Linked DNA regions of Pan troglodytes: region 2 is linked to region 1. The links are chromatin contacts, called in public Hi-C maps. All regions are on one chromosome and are shown on one strand. The core of a region is the stretch at or near the end of the contact, and the rest is flanking DNA. Distances in the headings are between cores, read along the strand shown. Region 1 overlaps CCDC85C (coiled-coil domain containing 85C). Region 2 overlaps EML1 (EMAP like 1).

Region 1 (5,181 bases), core at 1,758-4,257:
AGAGTCTCCTTGGGATCTGCCCTCTCCTCGAGCTGGCATTACTGGCGAAACTTCCAGTTTTGCAAAATAATAGCAAGACAGTGATGCAGCGACCGCCCCCGAGGGCTCTCCGTGGTGTGAGCCCCTTCTCACGCACCTTGCCCAGGTGCCCGGGGTCCTCCCGCCTCTGCAGGGTGGCAGGGCTGGTGCGAATCCCCACTTTGAAGCGAGACACCTGCTTGGAGGGAGAAGAGGCTTGCAAGTCTGCATGAGTTAGTGGAGACGAGGCCGGGGCCCACATGCCCACCCAGCTGTGGCTCCCGGTGGGAAGCTGCCTGGGTCCTTGAGGGAGGTCTCCAGGGCTGCTGAGCTGGGTGGGCACTGGGCTGAGGGTTCTGCGTGGGTTGCACAGTTCTGAGGGTCAGCATGAGTCAACATGCCAGGCACCCTGGGCTGCAGCCAGATCCCTGCTGGACAGGGCCTGGGACTGGGGAGCTGCTGGGTGAACTCGGCTCCCACCTGTGCCCAGCCTCGAGACCCGTGGAGCCAGGCCCTTTAGGCACTGGCCACTCTCCTGCCAGCTCTCAGGCCTCCACATGGTTTCATTTTTGTCCCCTTCTCCCCGTCCTGAGACTGCCTGCCCCAGAATACCTGCCCCGCATTACCCCTCCGGGGGTCTTCAACCCCGTGCCCGAGCCGACACTAAAAAGTGTCTGTAGACACTGCAAGTTGTCCTCTGGGGGCATCACCCCCATTTGAGAACCATTGACCAACTGTGTGCCAGACCTGGGCTTGGGCTGGGAGGTGAACCACACCTGTCCAGCCATGCAGACAGACGATAAACCAACAACGTCATTACGCAGTGCCAAGTCTCCCTCCCCTTCCAGAGCAGCCCACAGGCATGACTGACGGACGTGTGGACACAAACCTCCTGCGTGCCCTCGTGGGAACAACTCTGGTGTGGTTCCCGTGGGGTCAAGTTGAGGCCTGTCTTCTGTGGAGGCCTCTGTGCTACGCTGCACAGCCCTGACCCCTGCCCTGTCCTGCGTCCTCCCTGCTTTCTCTGCACTCTCCCTCTGAGGATCTCCGAGACGGATGACAGCTGAATCTTGGTGGGCTTTAGTTTGGAGCAGGACAGTGGAGCCCAGGCTAGTCTGTGGCCCCAGCTGCCCCTGGAGCTGCTGGGGCCCCTGGTGGGAGAATGGTCTCCCCAAGTCACGCATTCGAGCCTCTGCTTCCAGGTGGGTCCCCCAGCCCAGCCAGCTGAGGGTGCGCTGTCTTCCAGCACTTCCTGGGTGGAGGTGTCAGCCTGACAGGCCGCTGAGGCCCTGGGTTTATTACTCGGCACCCAGACCATTGATTACGCATCACTGACCAACCCTGGGAGCTCCCACAGTGCTTCCTCTTCCTGGAGGGAGGTCGCCAGGTCTTGGGGACGGGGTGTTCCCTGGGCCCTGGCCTTGCCCCCACTTCCTCTTCCTGGAGGGAGGTCGCCAGGTCTTGGGGACGGGGTGGTCACTGGGCCGTGGCCTTGCCCCCTGGGTCTCACCTCTCGCCTCCGTAGCCCCTGGGATGATGGCTCATCTGTGGGAGTGGGATTGGCAGGAAATGTGAACTGGAAGGAGCTCTCTCCAGCTCCCTGTCCTCCAACCTGGCCCCCATCCCAGCCTGGGGACTGCACAGTGACCACGGGGACCTGGAGACCCTCTCAGCACACGCTCAGGGCAGAGGCATTGTTAGTGCCTGCAGGAGCTGCACGGGGCCTGGGCTCATGTGGCTTTTTCCTGCCCAGGTTCCCATTGCTCTGAGGGTGGATGTAGGCCCCTCTCTGCAGACGGCACCTTCAAGCTCTTCAGCTGCGGTGAAACTGGCCTCTTGTGACAGATACCCTGGAGCCCCCACAGGCCAGAAACAGGAGGGCACCTGACCCAGGAGAGTCTGGGCTGGGGGAGGCCTGTGTTGGGGTCCTCTCCCTGAGCCCCACAGTGTCTCCTAAGTCAGACACAGTCATTGGCATGACCTAAATTTGGGAGGGGGAGAGGGATGTGGCTGCGTTGCTGTCCACTGTGGTCCTGGACCCTGGCCACACCTGGCTGTCCGGCTGAGCCGAGCTGTGCTGTGCCACACGGTGCCAAGGGCCCATGCTCACCTGTCAGGCAGGCATCCTGGAGGGTGCTGAGGAGGGAGGAGCCTCGCAGGTCCCCACCCATCCCTGCGCCGAGCACTGAGACACCGGTCCAGAGTCGCGCCAGGTGGCCCTTCCACGGGGACTCCTTCCCAGGGCATTCCGTATGAATCAGCCTGGGGCTCCCAGTCTGGTGGTCCAAGTGGTCACTTGTGGGCAGGCTGCCCAGGTGGGGACACAGGGCACCCCCTCTTCAGTGCCTGCCTCCACTCGCACCCCCAGCCCTCACTCCCCTTTAGTTGCTGCCTCCCTGATGGGGCACAGCGTGGTGCCTGGCACACAGGAGGCGCTCTGTTTGTGCCTCTCGGACACATAACCGATGCAGCACATTTGAGGGCCCAAAAGCTCTCTGGGAGCAGGAAGCAGGGTGACAGCAGCTCCCCTGAGCACAGCCCAGAAAGGCGCTTCCTGCCCGCAGCCACCCCACCCATCCTTCCCAAACAAGCAGCCTCAGGTGGGCAGGCTGGGGCGGGTGGGCTCTGTCTCCATGTCTTACCCTCTTTCTGTTCAGCACCCCCTCTGACAATGCTCCCTAGGGGTCACCCCAGGGTGGCCCCACATAGGCCCCCTGCAGCTTTGCAGGCAGGCATTCCCTGCAGGACGGGGTTCCCCTCTGGGGAGAAGGCTGGGCCGCACTGCAGAGGCCCAGAAAGGGCTGGGGAACAACTGGAGTTCACCCAGCGAGTCCTCGCTGGGCCCCGAGTCGGGCAGTGTTGCAGTGAAGGCCCTGGATACAGGCTGGGGGTGTCCTGAACTCCGGTCCTCAGTGGAAAAGGAGGCCCTGCAACCTCCTGGGTCTCTTCCTCCCTAGTCCAGGACACTCATGCTGCCCTCTGGAGGCTCTAGAAGTGAGTAATGCGGATTGGGCCTGGCCAGGGTGGAAGGGGCCACGCTGAGTGTTTGGCAGGGCTGGCCCCACCCTGTTAAGGATTCGGGAAATCTTGTTTGAGCTCTGAGCTGGCAGCTCTGTGTGTAAGATCCCTTCTCCCTGGGTCCTGAGGGAGCCACCCGAGGAAGACTGGGCAGGCGGGTGTTTCTGGGGAGCGGCAGTGGACCCCCTGCCTCTGCCTGAGGAAGGGCCAGCACCTTCCTTAGCTGGAGCTCTTCTCTGTGTGCAGAACAAGCCCAGCAGGTGATTTCAGCTCCTGCTTTCCCTCCTCGGGGAAATCCTAGGGAATCTCATTCTGCAAAGGCAGCGACCTGTCTCATAGCAGGATTTTTAATTTGGATTTAAGTGCAATAATGGTTACTCATTTGATGCGCCATTAGTCACATTGCCCCTTAATGAGAGATTGTGCGTTTTTCCTGCCTGGCTTTGTGGCTTGCTAATAAAGTTCTATGGACATGCAAATGTTTATAGAGGCTCACCGAAGGCAAGGGTGGGAATTGCGTGCAGCTAATTAAAAACCTCCCTCACGCTCACGCACACACATCTCCTCCCAGGGAAATTATCTGGGGGAGGGGAGGGGACGGCAGCACAAACCTCCGTTTTCGGTAACAGCACGTGGGAGCCCATTTGGTCGAGGGCCAGAGAGGATGTGGAGGAAGGGACGCTGGAGTCCAAACAGAAGCTGAGCAGGGCAGGGCAGGGCAGGGCCGGCTGAAGGGGAGGGCAGCTGTTCCAATCCCAGGTGTACCCTTCCTGGCTGTGTGGCCCAGTAGTCAGACTGTGTGTATGTGCACGCACGCATTCAGAGTGTGTGCTGGCTTAGAATGCATTCTCCATTGGAGAAGATTTTGTAACTCTCTTACTGTTGCAGAGTTCTGGCCAAGAAAATCAGGTGGTTTGGAATTTTCACCCTTAAGTGGAGCTAGGGGTACATCTCTCAGGAGAGGTGACCCAGGGAGGCATGGGTGGCTCTGATGGGGTGGGGGGAGGGGTGTCACTCATTGTTGGGGGAGGGTGAGTGAGTGCTGGGCCTAGGGGTGGGGGCTGTAGCCTCTTCCTCTTTTTGGTACCTGGTGGATGGGGAGGGGGCTTTCCTTGATCTGACCTCCACCTGCGGGCCGTGAGTGCCTCTAGTTAACCTAGGCAGGGTCAGCCAGGGTTAATGCCGTGGTCAGGGCATGGCAGTCCCATTTGATGGTTCAGGGCTGTGCCCAAGGCCCCCGTGCTGAGACCCCTTTGTGATGCTCGCCAGGGTTATCTAAAACCCATCACACTTTGGGGGCCCTGCAGGAAGGTTGGTTCCCACTTCTCTGTCTCTCCTTTATGTCCCTCCCTGACCTTGGACCACACCCAGGTCCTCCCTGAGGCCCAGGAAGCAGCTCCCAGCCTCCAGTGCCCAGCTGCCCTGGCTGACCGGCGTCTGGTGGGCGTGGGCTATTTAATGAGGGGAGTCAGTGCCGGATCCCTGCTTTCCTGTCTTGGCTCCGTGGCCTCCGTGGGAGCTGGTAATAGAGCATCCACTTGCCTCCTCACCCCCGCAGGACACGGCTGTTTGCTGGCCCTTGAGCCAAGCTCTTGAGACCTCCCAGCCCCAGTGGGGGGCCTGGCCAGGGCTCTGATGGGGCTGGGAGAACACAAGAGCTGGACCTCAGTGAGGCTGGGGCTTCTGAGAAGTGCGGGGCCAGGTCCAGCTTTTGAGGGAGGCAAGCAGGGTGTGTGTGGGATCTTTCACAGCCAGGCTGAGGGGCTGGTGAGTGGAACTGGGACCCCAGACATGGCTGCAGCCTGTCCTGCCTTCCTTGCCCCTGCCCCAGCCCAGCCCCAGCCTGGGCCTCCCCTGCCCCTGCAGTTTGTTTGGGTAACTCAACAGCCTGCTGATTTATGGGACATTCCGCAGTGTTTTATCTGCCCAGCCGCTCTCTCAGTTCCTTTGAAGTAGAAAAGGGTGTTTTGGCCAGAAACACCCAAAACCCTTTAGTGATGCAGAAAGAAAAGAAAGGCCGGGCCTTCTGCTGGGCCGGGCCAGGGGAGGGGCACTGTGGGACTGACCCGAGAAGTTTATGGGACCTGTGGATTCATTCTGGCTCCTGGTCCCAGCCCCAGCTCCAAATTCTGGGGGTCGGTGGTG
Region 2 (4,692 bases), core at 516-3,015, 370 kb before region 1:
GTGGGTGTTTAATCTCATTCACTTCAGACCCCAAAGCCACGGCTGCAGTAGTCTGCCACACAAATGCTGCATAAGTTATACACGTTAATAAGAAAAACACGACCAATTTCACTGCAAAAAGGAACACACATAAACAATCATAAACAATCTCATAGGTGCAAGAGATTGCAATCCTCACTTTATCACCAAAGTTGTGCTTTTTATGACTGCAAGTAAGTGTTTCGGGGAGGAAAAAATGTGGTTAATCAAGAAGAGAATGACCCTGTCTAAATGTGTAAAAACGGTTGTTTTTATTCCCTACACTCTTCTGACAGATTATTTAAAGAACTTATTTAAAACTAGCAAATTCCTGACAAAAGATCTTTTGGTGAGGCCTTTTAGAGCTCACCTCCTAAGCAGATGGCTGTTCTCGGAAGACAAGTGGGTGAGCATAAAATAGAAAGAGAAGGGGGGAACACCAGGGTGTGGTGCCCTCCAGCTCAGCCATCCCTCGGGAGAGGTAGGGACCCCCCTGCTGACTTCAGTCACCCTGGGCACCCACCATGAGCAGGTGAGACCACCCCATGACAGTACTTGGGAAACCAAACCCAGGAAGCATTTAAGGACAGACAGCCGCAGGCAGACTGGACATCCCTAGGAGCAAGCACCTCACAGGAGAAACTTCCACGAGGGGACCCTGGGGGCAGAAGGAGAGGCGGCCGCCACTGCAGACCCACTACTTCCTGCCAGGGGCACCCCTCCCATGACACCACCTTTGGGGAGATGGCACCGTCTCCATTCCAGACAGGGACAGGGAGACCGAGAGAGCTCAGGGAGGGGGGTGACCCCTTGACCTCAACTTTGACTCCAAAGTTCATGCTTTGCACTGCTTAGCTTCCCTGACTTCTGCCTGCTTTAAGATACAAAAGACGACACAGGAAATAAACGGGAGTCAAGGGGTGCACTGGTTTCACCATAGTGCCTTAAATGCTGCTAGGAGTACATATGCATTTTGTGTGTGTGTGTATTTAAAACAAAAACTTGAGCAGATATATTCCTAATATTATTCCTCAATTTTTGACTTGAAACACAATGAAAAACACCAGGAATAAAAACTATCCTTAATCCCAAGATGTAGTAAGTAATATTCTATATTAATATTCTTGATTTCCAGATAATTTCCTGTAGCACATGGGGTGGGGCGGTAGAGCCTACTACTTTCCTGATGCGTTAAAAGTGGTTTACTCTGTTCAAATTGTTTAAAGTAGTTTTGTAAGCTATAGGCTTAGTTTCCTAAACTCTAAACTATGGTCATTGAAAATACTACTAAAAAGGCATGGCACAGCCTTTGAACCTGAAAGCCTGGGTCTTACATTGGCCTACAAGGCCCTATCCAATCTGCACCTGACCCCTGTATTCTTCCGAGCTCATCTCCCTTCACTATATTCCCTGCTGTTCTGGGAACCTGGCCCAGCAGGCTCCGTGTCAGGCGCTGGCTCATGGGCCCTCCTGGACCATCCTCCCCGAAGTCAGCCACTCTCAGGCCACTGTTGTAGCTGTGTGTACAGATTCATGTTCCCTGCTCCATACTGAAACCCTCCTCACGCCCTGCTCGCCACAGCCCCCGCCCCTCCTGCTTTATTTTTCTCTATAGCACTTATTTGCCCCCTGCCTTCATTTTGTTTCTCCCACCAGGAGGCAATTCCACAGGGGCAGGGATCTTTCTGTTCATGGCTATATTCCCAGGGCCTTGGACAATAGACAGCGGCTGCCCTGGTGTGAGGCCTGGAGCTCCTGTGGAATTCCGTCTTCAGCCTTCAGCAGGCCCCAAGGATCTGTGCCTGGTGGGGGGTGGTGGGGTCAGCTCTCAGCAATCCTGCCTCTCCCCGGGGCACACACAGCTGCTGCCAAGAACCTGGTGTGGGGCTTGGTGTGCAGATGGAGTTTCTCTCCATCCTCCAGGTCCCCAGACCTCACTACACACCCACCCCTCAAAGGGCTCTCTCTCAGCTTTCCTCATCCTTCCTTCGGGGGTGGCCAGCTGCTGCCTGGCACTTAGTTCAAGGCCCTGAGCGTGGAGAACGTCTCTCGGCTTTCCTCCTGGCATGCCTCTGCCTCGGTGGGTCTCTCTCAGCCGCCTGTCCGGCTCCCAATCCACCACGCACACTCACGGAAGTCTGGGGAAAAGTGGAGTGCGTCTGAGCGGGGGGAGGGTTCTCATGTGCCCAGAGCCCCTGAGGACTCTGAACTCTCCTGCCAGTCCACACTCAGCCTTTCCCAATTCTACAGCTCCAGGTGATTTCCTACTCCCATCTAAGAGGGCTCCCCTTTTCTCCCCGCCACTCTGCCAGAGACAAAAGCAGCCGTGGGGCCTGTCCCTCCTCAGATGGGCTTGCCACTTTTCAGTAACACTTCAGTTCATTATACTACTTTCTGTCCTCAGCTCCATGGTGGCCTTAAAATAGCTATGATACTGTAGATACCTGAATTGTTCTCATTTTTAGGGTGGGAGTGACATTCTTGTCATTTTCTGTGTGCTAAGCAGAAGCAGAAGAAATCTTAACTCCAAATTTCACATATATGATTAAACTTACAGGCAGAAGGAGGTGAGGACAGAAGGAAAGCTGACAAAAGACTACGAGGCAAATCTAATTACAGAAACATAATCAAAGGGAAGCCAGGTATGGAATCAAAAGATAAGAAAACTATTTTTTTATCATGACTTTGATCACAAAAGTAGAATGATGCAAAAGCTATGAACACAGAAATGAGAAATTCAGAACTTGCCCTAGAGACAGAAAAAAGCAATTATGAACTATGTTCTTCCTACAAAGAGAAAATCCGCAAGGGAATCTGAACGCTTCATACAGGGAAGCTCATGGACCTTCGACACTGAAGAACTGTAAGAGGAAGAATGAAAAGATTTCTATTAACAGATTAGGTAGCAGGAATGTTAACAACTAAGGTCATTGAGAGAGGTATCAGGTGGTACTAAAATGCTTACATTTCTTTAAATCATGCTCTAAACAATGTATCACTTGGTGGTATGCTGTATTTAGAAAATATACTACTGCTACATTTTATTATTTTAGAAAGTTGAGTTTTTATTGAAAAAAACCCAGCATATTTGTTTAGAACCCATTACTCCTGCCAATGCACCACCACCTTTTCTAAAAGGCAAGCCTGGGAGGAGGTAATTTCACTCTTGCATGCAAATCTTAGAATATAAACCCATAAAATGATGACGAATCTTCTGAACAACTGATAGAAAGGCAAACACACAGATGCGCAGTGATAACCAGAAGAGAACATTGAAGCCACCGTGGCCTCTCAACAAAGTGTGTTGACGGGAGCCGTATGCAGAAAGTGCATCTCTCCAGAACGCACAGCCACTCAAATTGAGAGTGGGTCCTTCAGACCCAGCACTATTTTGAAACATGCTTGGGCGGTGAATTCACTTGGAGTGGGAGATGATCGCTTCTCAAGGTGTTACGTAATTCATCTCTGATTCCCCATTTCTTGATGTGAGCTCGATGGAAAAAATTAAGTGGGTGACTTAATATCCCCTCAGCAGCTGGGGTGTGGCTCCATGGCGGTGGGGGGGTGCGGGGGAGAATGCCCAGTCCTGTCCTAGGAAGGGTGAAGGAGCACCAGCTGCAGAATGAGGCTTCATTCATCCCTTGCCCGGTGTGAAGTCAATCAAGATGTCCTGCACCTGCCCCTGAAGCCCATGACAGAACTAAGCCTGCAGGAGAGAAAGGATTTGCCCCCCGGTGAACAAACTCTCAGCGCTTGGCTATTCTGGTGTTAAGTTGTGGCCAATATCTCCAAGACGAACTCCAGCACAGTTCTTATTGCTTGTAAGAAGGAGATTTGCTGAAAGAGCTCGGCTGTATGCTCCCTTGAGCTGAATGGTTCGAGAGCTGATATAAGATATAAGCAGTCGTGGAGACTCAACGGAGGATGAGGTACATTTGAATCTTCACCAGACCAGCAGCTGTATGGGGAGATGGCAAGAGAACACTAGACATCTGCCCCAAGGAAAAACTCACACCAACAGACAGTAGTGCAGTCAACCAACAGACAGCAGTGCAGTCTGAGCTGGGAGGCTCACACCAACAGACACCAGTGCGGTCAACACCGCAGAGGCAGCTGTGAACACGTATGTCTAAGTCCAAATCCCTGAATGTGTTCACTGTGGACTTTGGGCACAGGGATGGTCTAAGAGTGGTTGGTTTTTACTCATCTGATAAAGCTCCTATTTGCTGCACCATAGACTGGCATTTATAAGGAGGAGAGTCCAGTGGACGACGTGTCCAGGCTGCAACTCAACAGATATTCACTGTGCCTCAGAGCGGGGATCTGCTCTTATCTCTTTCATCTACATTAACTAACCTAACCCCATGTTCCTGAAAGGGGGCTCTAGGGTCAGATCTTGCAGGTCTTCGACACGTGGTGACATGTGTAAGAAGTCCTGGGTAACTAGGATCAGAGTGGAACTAATAGGAGCCCCGTGCTGTTTGAGCAGAGATACTTGCTTTTGAAAGTGATTAATAAGGCTTGATAGAGGAGGAGTCCATTCCAAAGTTAAACATGTGATTTCCCTACAATTTATTAATCCAGAACAACTTTGGCTCTTGGAATAACATGACTTCTTTTTGTTTGAGACAGGGTCTGGCTCTGTCGCACAGGCTGGAGTGCAGTGGTGTGATC

Evidence for each region. A called contact is a pair of places that touch in the nucleus more often than the background predicts.
Region 2: a contact with region 1 is called in a Hi-C map of induced pluripotent stem cells, with 2.2 times the contacts expected there. The contact joins two enhancer-like sites. A contact is called at or near these places in 3 of 7 Hi-C or Micro-C datasets (induced pluripotent stem cells and stem cell-derived neural progenitor cells).

Annotation. Positions count from the first base shown.
Region 1 is chr15:97,524,022-97,529,202 of NHGRI_mPanTro3-v2.0_pri, reverse strand. All of the region lies in intron 2 of CCDC85C (coiled-coil domain containing 85C), which reads left to right. Among named protein-coding and RNA genes, the nearest start is that of CCNK, 45 kb to the right of the region's middle. Within about 2 kb of position 3,007, at least 4 of the 24 cell types and tissues checked have an H3K27ac peak or open chromatin away from gene starts, as enhancers often do. A contact at or near this core is called in induced pluripotent stem cells, where this site is marked.
Region 2 is chr15:97,888,449-97,893,140 of NHGRI_mPanTro3-v2.0_pri, reverse strand. All of the region lies in intron 4 of EML1 (EMAP like 1), which reads right to left. Among named protein-coding and RNA genes, the nearest start is that of EVL, 83 kb to the left of the region's middle. Within about 2 kb of position 1,765, at least 8 of the 24 cell types and tissues checked have an H3K27ac peak or open chromatin away from gene starts, as enhancers often do. A contact at or near this core is called in induced pluripotent stem cells, where this site is marked.